Regions from separate parts of the Mus musculus genome. Here regions 2 and 3 are each linked to region 1. The links are chromatin contacts, called in public promoter capture Hi-C maps. All regions are on one chromosome and are shown on one strand. Each heading gives the region's core, a stretch centred on a gene start, on an enhancer-like site or on the middle of the called end of the contact. The rest is flanking DNA. Distances are from core to core; before and after follow the strand shown.

The links. Promoter capture Hi-C pulls out the DNA fragments that hold promoters and counts their contacts.
Region 2: a contact with region 1 is called in a promoter capture Hi-C map of neutrophils, with 5 times the contacts expected there. The contact joins the enhancer-like site here to the promoter of Usp38 in region 1. A contact is called at or near these places in 3 of 39 promoter capture datasets (cranial neural crest, neutrophils and second pharyngeal arch cranial neural crest), 2 of 115 datasets of contacts at active chromatin or transcription factors (astrocytes and large pre-B cells) and 1 of 9 other capture datasets (adipose tissue).
Region 3: a contact with region 1 is called in a promoter capture Hi-C map of the HPC-7 cell line, with 8 times the contacts expected there. The contact joins the enhancer-like site here to the promoter of Usp38 in region 1. A contact is called at or near these places in 13 of 39 promoter capture datasets (the 3T3-L1 cell line, 3T3-L1-derived adipocytes, the C10 cell line and 9 more), 1 of 15 datasets of contacts at CTCF or cohesin (large pre-B cells), 3 of 484 Hi-C or Micro-C datasets (cerebellar granule neurons, cortical neurons and pro-B cells), 4 of 115 datasets of contacts at active chromatin or transcription factors (the 230-238 cell line, astrocytes, forebrain and 1 more) and 2 of 9 other capture datasets (adipose tissue and liver).

What each region holds. Positions count from the first base shown.
Region 1 is chr8:81,013,296-81,016,482 of GRCm38.p6, forward strand. Usp38 (ubiquitin specific peptidase 38) reads right to left here and starts at 1,611. Exons shown (of 10, transcript NM_027554.2): 1 at 460-1,611. The coding sequence starts at 1,141.
Region 2 is chr8:83,062,621-83,065,534 of GRCm38.p6, forward strand. The region is part of intron 6 of Rnf150 (ring finger protein 150); the gene reads left to right. Among named protein-coding and RNA genes, the nearest start is that of Tbc1d9, 100 kb to the right of the region's middle. Within about 2 kb of position 1,656, at least 36 of the 459 cell types and tissues checked have an H3K27ac peak or open chromatin away from gene starts, as enhancers often do. A contact at or near this core is called in adipose tissue and neutrophils, where this site is marked.
Region 3 is chr8:83,085,298-83,088,116 of GRCm38.p6, forward strand. Rnf150 (ring finger protein 150) reads left to right here. Exons shown (of 7, transcript NM_177378.4): 7 at 1-2,819. Among named protein-coding and RNA genes, the nearest start is that of Tbc1d9, 79 kb to the right of the region's middle. Within about 2 kb of position 1,529, at least 47 of the 459 cell types and tissues checked have an H3K27ac peak or open chromatin away from gene starts, as enhancers often do. A contact at or near this core is called in the 230-238 cell line, the HPC-7 cell line, neutrophils and 1 more, where this site is marked.

The sequences.
Region 1 (3,187 bases), core at 361-2,860:
AAACCCAACAAGATACCCTTCAATAAGATGATAGGTTACACACAGTAATAATAACTCCCTGCGGCAAGCATCATATATGACCATTAGTCAGTAATGACTAGAAGCTTTTCATCCTGGCTGTCAGCCTGTAAGAATTCCAAAACTGGAGCAGAGGTGGTGTAATTAAATGACTTGTTCAGTGACAAAGGTCTTTGGACTTAGGCATCCTCAATGTTTTGGCTCCAGCGTACCATTCTGAACAAGGCAGTGAAGAGGAGTAACATTTTGCATAAGGGTATTTAGTTTTGCTCTCCATCAAGAACGTCTCTTACTGGAGGAGTTACTCTAATAAAATAGGCTACCTGGCCTCTTTCAGTACCCCCAAAGAGAATGCTTCCGGGGGGGAAAAAAGCGCACTGTGTTGATGAGACACACGTGTTGAATTTCCAAGACACACTTTTCTGAAATAATGACCCTTACCTGTGGAAGAGATGCTTGCAAAAACTTCTTGCAGAGAAGGTAGCAGCGTGGAGGGCTCAGCCTTCCAAATATTCTGTAGTAAGGTACTCACTTTCGTTACCTGGGAGACATACTCCCGTAGTTCCTTCTCCTGAGTGGACACGCACTGGAAATGACCTATCGTTCGAACCAGCTGTTGACAGAAGGTAACTGACAGTTTCCCTTTGGGGACGCACTGCACGAAATCGGTCAGGAGGTCGCTCAGCCGGGCACAGAGCACTGGCTCCGGCCTCTCGCAAACCATTCGCAGGACCTCCACCTGGAGCAGGCTGAAGAGATCCAGCACCGACGGGCAGCTCATAATCAGCTTCAGGCCGTTGTGAATGTAGTCCAGGATGGCGACGTCCTTCCTGTCCACTGAGTGGTAGCCCTGCTGAAGGAGGCCCAACACGAAAGTCTTGTTGAAGAAGGACTCGAACTCCGGCCGGTGGTACCGCGCGTAGGCCTCCAGCACCTGGTGGCCCACTTGTCGCTGGAAAGGGTCCTGGCCCTCCAGGATGAGGCGGGTCGTCAGGTCAAACATGGCCTCGCACTGCGCCTCGTCGAGCCAATGCTCCGCGAACTCCACCACCTTCCGCACAATCATCCGCTTGAGGGGCAGCGGGTGCGAGGAGCTCACCAGGCCTTCCAGAATCTTGTCCATCGTCGCCACTCTGCAAGGCCAGGCCCTGGGGATAAAGAGCTGGCAGCGGCAGCCCCGGGGGGCAGCAAAGCGCCCCGGCGGGGAGGAACTTGGAGCCAACCAGCAGCAGGACCGGCCACCGCCACCGCCGCCTCAGCAGCCACATTTATCGAGTGGGAAGGCCCATCCGAGCCGGGACGGGAGCGAGCGATTCTGGGACGCCGAAAGGCTGCGGGTCCCCGCGGTCCGCCTCAGGGGCCGGAGGTCCGCATAAGGCTGCCTCGCTGGGCCCGCGACCTCTCCCAGCCTCCGGGCGCAGGGACCCTCCAGGCTGAGCTGGAAGGTGAGGAGCGCCTTCGTGTCCCGGGTCAGTGCGGAGCCCCGGCTCCCGCGGGTGGGCAGTTAAAAGTCGCCCTGGGTTGAGTCAGGAGGCACTGTCAATGCGAGTACCTCGATCTGCCAAGGAGAGGAGCCGGAGGCGCGGAACACCCTGAACCCGGAAGCAGAAATACTGGCGAATAGGAAGTGAAGCTCCGAGGTACAGCGGATAGGTCCGCCCTCGCCCCGCCCACTTTTTTCCGGTCCTTTCCCGGCTACGTTCGACCCATTTCCTGCTGGCCCCGCCCCTCCCCCTTCTCCATGTAGCTCCTCCCCCGATAGGCCGCGCCCCCTTCCCTGGCGCGCAGGCGCAGAGGCACGGAGTGAGTCACGCGGCCACTCTCACGTCACTGGAGACTGTGTGGTACGTCACTGGCGGACTTCCGGAGGCGCTGCTCAGGGAGCCTACTCTGAGCTCTGAGGTTCTTGTCGCCGGACGTGGATTCCGTCAGTGGTGAGGGTTAGAAACTCAGAGACCACTCAGCGCGAGCGAACCGAGAGTCTATACTGAGCCGCCGGCGACTGCCGGGGGGAAACCCTTCTCTCAGAGCAGCCGGAAGAACGCACTGTGCAGGGAGCTGTAAAAGGCAGAGAACACGGAAACACTACTTCCTTGTTTGCCGTTGGCAGGGAAATAAAGTAAGCAAGCAGCTTACTAGAAGCCCAAAACGTGCAGTTGCCTGAGGCATTTCCCCGAGTTTCTAGGACAGAGTTGGGGTACAGGACTTTTCACTTTCATCAGGGAATGATGGTGTCAGTTTCCGGGTAAACCAAAGATGGCTCCACCTGAGACAAAATGGAGGAACTTTTACTATGTCATAGTCTGAGACATGTTGCTTATGAAGACAATTCGAGGAAGTGCTATTAATTGTTTAAAATCTTGTGTCTGAGAAAATTTTGGAAACGCGAGAAGAGCACTAGTTGAGGAATGGAGGAAAGTATAAGAAAACAAACAAACAAACAAACCAAGCTTTGGGGGAAATCTTTCTAAAGACCTTGTTAGGCCCAGACATACTCCAATGCCTTAAATGGCTGGGTTTTTCCTCTGAAACAATTGCTAATGTAGAGAGAGTACTGGTGGCTCATATATTTAGTGGTGATTCAAAACAAGGTTGTTGTAAGAATAGATTTTTTAGCGGGTGGTGGTGGTGCTCGCTTTTAATCCCAGCACTTGGGAGGCAGAGGCAAGTGGATTTCTGAGTTCGAGGCCAGCCTGGTCTACAGAGTGAGTTCCAGGACAGCCAGGGCTACACAGAGAAACCATGTCTGGAAAAAATAAAAAATAGTGAGCTTTTGTATTCAGTGTTCAGTGTATAAGCAAGATCCTTCTCAGCTAAATTTAGACCCAGGCATAGTGGCATACACCTTTAATCCATGGAGATAAGGCCAAGCAGATCTCTGAGTTCAAGGCCAGCCTGGGACAAGCAGGTTCTAGGTGAAGAGCTTAACTCCAGGCCTGGTGGTACATGCCTTTAGTTCCAGCATTACAAGAGACAGCCATGTAGGTCTCTGAGTTCATTTCAGGAAACCCAAACTTAGGCAGAGAGGGAGTTAGAAAACAGAAAGCTGATAATAGAACATGGTGGAGGTGGGAGGACACATTCCAGCTTCAGCAAGCAGCAGAACTTGGCAGCTTTGGCCATGTGGCTCTGGCTTTAAAGAAGGGATTACTGGGACAATTGATGCTGG
Region 2 (2,914 bases), core at 406-2,905, 2.0 Mb after region 1:
AGCACATGAAGAGACCCTAGTCAGCACAAGCAAGGTGAGCAATGGTCCTGGTAGGCCAAGATCCAGCTATCAAAGTATTGAAGTCCAGATATTGAAAACCACACTTTGGCTCACCTAATCAACATGCCCAATCAAAATTAAACACCTCATCCTAACACAAGGTTTCCCCCTTGTAATTCTGTAAAACACCATATTCCTGCCTGCCACATCTGTGTCCTCTCTATTCGGAAGCAGTCCTTTCTTCCCCTCTGGGACAAATACCTCTCCCTCGTCCCCTTTCTCTCTTTCATTCCCTCCTCTTTCTCCTTCTTTCTGTATCTCCTGTCTTTGTCCCTTATCCCTGCCCTCTGTCTCTCTGGGGCAAATAAATGCCCTTTGTGCTAAGAGCCTGGTCTGAGAACTTGGTCTCAGAGGATACAGTATTCAAACTGTATGTGTGCATAGCATGTATATTGTCTTATAACAATACAAATGACAAGTGGTGCGGATTCTGTTGGGAAACAAACAAAATGTAGCAGGTTAGTCAGGCATGGTGGCTCATGCCTGTAATCTCAGTACTTGGAAGGCTGAGGCAGGAGAATTGTCTATGTGTTCGATGCATGAGGTGGTGGCAAAGCTCCCACCTCCAGATCCTAACATTGCTGAACTCCCTAGCTCCTGTTACTTCTTCAGTTCTAGCCTCAAATACATGGGCAAGAACTGCCTCTCAGGGGCAAATGTAGAATACAAGTTCAAAGTCTTACTGTTGTTCTAAATGCCAAGAACTGGAAATGTTTGTAAGCAGGAAGAGTGGGTTAAGTTACAATTTTATAGCATCCTGACTTGCCCACTGCTCTGTTATACATTTAGGTAGGGTCTACATTTTCTAAGAAGGTACAATAACACACTCAACTAAGTCAATTGCAGACTTTTTTGTTGGGACATTAACCTGTGCTACAAACCCACAACATTAGGCCTCTTTTCCATAGCTAAAACTTAGGCCTTAAGCAGTCAAGGTTTTTGTTTTGTTTTGTTTTATTTTGTTTTGTTTAAAAATTTATTTATTGTTATATGTAAGTACACTGCAGCTGTCTTCTCACACACCAGAAGAGGGCATCAGATCTCATTAGGGATGGTTATGAGCCACCATGTGGTTGCTGAGATTTGAACTCAGGACCTTCAGAAGGGCAGTCAGTGCTCTTAACCCCTGAGCCATCTCTCCAGCCCCAAGCAGTCAAGTTTTATGCTACACTTTGAGGCCTTCCCTTGTACCAGGTCCCCCAAAGGCATCACTTGCGAACTGTTCTTCAAACTGGCTGAGGGCCGACTATGGGTACTTGTAAGAGGAGGTGATAAGATCAAGCTTTCTACTACACAAAAGATCTGCCGTCTCCTTTAAATCGGCTTCTCTGTGTTTTGCTGAAGGGAGCAGGTAGTCAGAACGGTCAGAAATTTAAGACACCTCCAATCTTAAATTGACCTTGGCAGTTGAACAGGTGGATGTAAATGAGTCCTACGCGCAGAGCCAAACACACGCACGTCAGGGCTGAGTCTCCAGCGTTGAGCTCTGTAGCTTGGAATCTGTTTTTATATTTTGCAAGGATTCTGTATTTCTCAAATCTTCTGTTTAAATACTTCCTTGTTTTTGAACATGCTGAGTAAGAGGGCATTTTCCTGTTTCTGTCCCCTCCCCCTCTCCAACCCTTCCTAGAGCCAAGTAAATGATCCTTCCTTGCTGTGACCTAGGACCTAGGCCTTTAAACCAGACCTGTGTTCCTCCAGAGCCCAGCTCTTCAGTTTCTTCTGGCTACTTGCTGCACTATCATATAACAGGAGGGCAAGGAGTGGGCATCTGACTGTCATGTGGTAAAGATCGCTTTATGAAATGTGGGTACATTGACCTACCTCCAACAACAGTGAAGAAATACAGCGTTATAGAAACAATGGGGCTGTAGTTACAAAGGGAAGGCCCTGTGCTAGCATGTTACTGAGCTGAGAAGGAGCCCAGGAGGCTGCACATGAAAGATGGAGGCAGGTTCCCAATGAATATGCTACAATAATAAATACATTAATAATACAGCTGACACAGCATTGCTGGAGTGTGTGTGTGTGTTTGTGTGTGTGTGTGTCACTCTGTGTGTGTGTGTCTGTGTATGTGTGTGTATCTATGTGTGTGTGTGTGTGTATCTGTGTGTGTGTGTGTGTGTGTGTGTGTGTGTGTGTGTGTGTGTGTGTGTGCATGTATATGTGTACACTCTGGAGAGTAAACCCAGGGCTTTGTGCATGCTAAGCAAATGTTCTACCACTGCCTTCATTCTCTGCAGTACTTCTGGAAGTAGCAGCATGATGGCATCCATATAAATTAAATGAAGTTGTAAGCTTCTACCTAGCATTCAGATCCTTGCCCAGTCTGAGCCCAGCCTGCCCTTCTTCTCCCATTGCCCACATTAACTAAAACAAAGAAAGCAGGACAGACATCATCTATGTTTTTCAAAAGGGGGAAATAATAAAACTTCTTCTCAAACTCTTTCCCCCTCAAAAAAGAGAGAGAGAGAGAGAGAGAGAGGAAAGCACACTTCCAGCTCAGTGAGGCATCTTCATCCTGATGCCAAAGTCAGAGATAACACAAGGAGGGGATACTACGAGCCAGACTCCCTCATGTTTATTCATGCAAAAATCTTCAAAGTATTATTAAGTTTAATTCCCAGATATGGGAACATAATATACACCATTCCCAGGCAGAGTAGGCAGCTCTGCAAAGAAGATACCCAAGCGGCCATGCATTTGTAAAGATCGTCAGCATTAGTTCACTATCAGGGCAACGCACATCAAACCACCAGAGCATAATCACCGTAAACCTATTAAGATGGCCACTGTCAAAGTCTGTTGTTGTTTAGTGTTGTCTAGGGTACACTGTTGGTTAAAATGTAAATTG
Region 3 (2,819 bases), core at 279-2,778, 2.1 Mb after region 1:
GGTAGAGAGCAAGGCAAGGAAAATGATAACAAGCTTCAGAAAAATCACCTCTGTCAAAGGTCTAGCACATCCCATAATTAATGCCCGCCTCCAAGGCCTGAGATGCTTCGTAGCGAGGAAGCAGGTGAGTGCTAAACCAGACTCTCTCCAATGAAGTTTCGAAGATGAGTCTCACTGTCCCCTCTGTCTCAGGTGACACATCTGCACTTCTCCAGGGGGGATCTGTGTTGTGAAAACAACTGAGTCACAAAGGAAATTTTAATATTTAGTCTAATGACATTGGGGTAATTCAACAACAAGAGAAATACAAAATTACATTGCATGACCAGACAGAAAAAGATCTGGTAGGTGTTTTCTGGCCAGTGGCCAGGTAAACGCTGATTATATAAGCAAGTCCTTGACCTAATACCCTACAGGATGCTAAGGAGCCCAAGAGGCCCACCCTTAGCCTGTTGATCTGACTCCAAGGAGACCCTGTGGCAAACTCCCTGAGCCTTTGACAGTCTCTGCTTACCAAAGAGTTTTGAAGGGCTTCCCTGTGACCTTCATGGCAAAAGAAAGATTAAAAGAAAGTTTTTCCTCTTGAGATAACTGGCAAAGCTCTTACTATAGACATTGCTGCTGCCTTCCGTGATGAGGAGGCCCTGACCTGAGGACCCAGTGAGCCACACGTGGCTATGCAGCCCAGGAGTGCCCACTGACTATGCATTTACAGGCATGCATTTTTCTGGAGCAAGTGGTGCACCAACTCTGTCCAACAGAAATACAGCCCAAGTCACATGCATTTTTTTTTCTAACTCCCGATAGCCACATTTTAAGAAGCAAAAAGGAAACAGGTGGAAATTATTTAATAGCAGTTTAATCTAATATTATTATTGTTTTGATGTGCAAATGATGTAGGGTGTCAGGAAAACATTTTCCTCTATTCTTTGTTACCTATTCTAAATCTGCTGTCTTTTACACGCCCAGCACATCATCATTATTACTAGCCACAGTTCAAGCTTTCCGTAGCCACATGTGCCTAGTGGCCACCAGCCGGGCAGCACAGCCCAAGAAATGTTCCAGAATCCTTACAAGTGCTCTCCTGACTGTGACAGGAGAAAAAGGATAAGATTACCTCAGGTTTTCCCCAAAAGAAAAACAGACTTTAGCCAAGTTACCTAAGGAGACAGCCAGGGATGTTCTTATTCCATAAGTAATAGCGGTTCAAATAGCCTTTATCAACTTTCTAAACACAGTGTCCACTGTCCTCAGCAACTGTTGCTTCTCTGACGAGCTGTTTGTTAAAAAACAACAAGACAACCAACCATGCTGATTTGGTGCTGAAATAAAATTACACCCTCACTTTTATGACAAACCCTGAGACTCATGTGAGAGACTTACACCCCTCACTTCTATGACTAATCCCAAGACTCTTAATGTGACACTTAGCCAAAGAGAATTTACCTCAACCCATAGTTCTTCATCCCTGTGGCTGCCCCGTTCTAAAGCAGTAGAACTCAGAGACAGGAAAGGCGCAGGAAACCGCAGGCCGAGCCACATACCCGGTCTGTGTGGCATTGCCGAGAAAGGATCTCTGAGCTTGTGGCCATCCAGCCTCTATGTGGTGAATGGCGAGCAGCTTTCTCTTCAGCTTTGTCCAAGGTTGAGAGAGGAAAAGAGCCCTGAACTCCCTCAGAGTCACTTTCAGAATGGCTTCCTCCTGCGTGGTTAATCCTTCTAAAGGGCTGCTGCCTCCTAAGAACAGCCTTGGGTCTGGCAGGGCCTTCAAGGTCAGTTCTGGTCACACACCCAAGGGATGGATATAGTATGGAGACAGGAGATGATAAGGTATCAGAGGCAATCAGGCAGTGGTGGCTCACACCTTTGAACCCAGCACTCAGGCAGGTGGATCTCAGTGAGTTTGAGGTCAGCCCGGTCTATGAAGCAAGTTCTGGGACAGCTACAGAGACAAATACTGGGTGGAGGCAGGGGCAGAGGTGGGGAGGAGTACCAGAGGCACCTAGCTATTTCAACATTGTGTGTGACATCCTGGCCATGGAAGCAAGTCTCTCTCCAGAGATTTGTTGTTGTTGTTGTTGTTGTTGTTGTTGTTGTTGTTGTTGCTTTAACATTTTCATCTGTGGGTATTCAAGGGTCTAGCCTGTTAAGAATGGCTGTGCCCAGTGGCCATTTTCTTTACAGCCCAGACATTCCTGGGACTACAACACTTCCAGAACCAAAAGAGAACATCAGTCTGCCTAAGATTCTTGGTGTAAGCTTAGTTGGTGCTGAAGTAGATTGCATAAGCATTTAATGGCATTTAGTTGTCCACTGAATGCATATCCTTGGCTGAACACCATGAAAATTACCAAATAAAAACTTTCAAAAATTTTAGGAAAGATCATCATGCAATCTACAAAGAGAAGGTCCAGTCTCTGCAGTGCTGAGGTACTGAGGCCAGGGAGATGATGTCCTGTAGAAGAAAAAAAAAAAAATTAAATGTATGAGTTGCTCTATCTGCATGTACACCTGCAAGCCAGAAGAGGGCATCAGATCCCAGATACAGATGGTTGTGAGTCCCCAGGTAGTTACTAGGAATTGAACTCAGGACCTCTAGAAGAGCAGTCAGTGCTCTTAACCACTGAGCCATTTCACCAGCCCCCATAGCATTCTTAATTTCCCTTCCCTTCCTTGCACACACACACACACACACACACACACACACACACACACACACACACACACTTTCCCTATCTTACACCCCATTTCCTTAAACCCTGTTCCTTGGTCCCCTCCTAATAGGCCACATTCGCACAAGAGCAGGATTTGCGTGACCT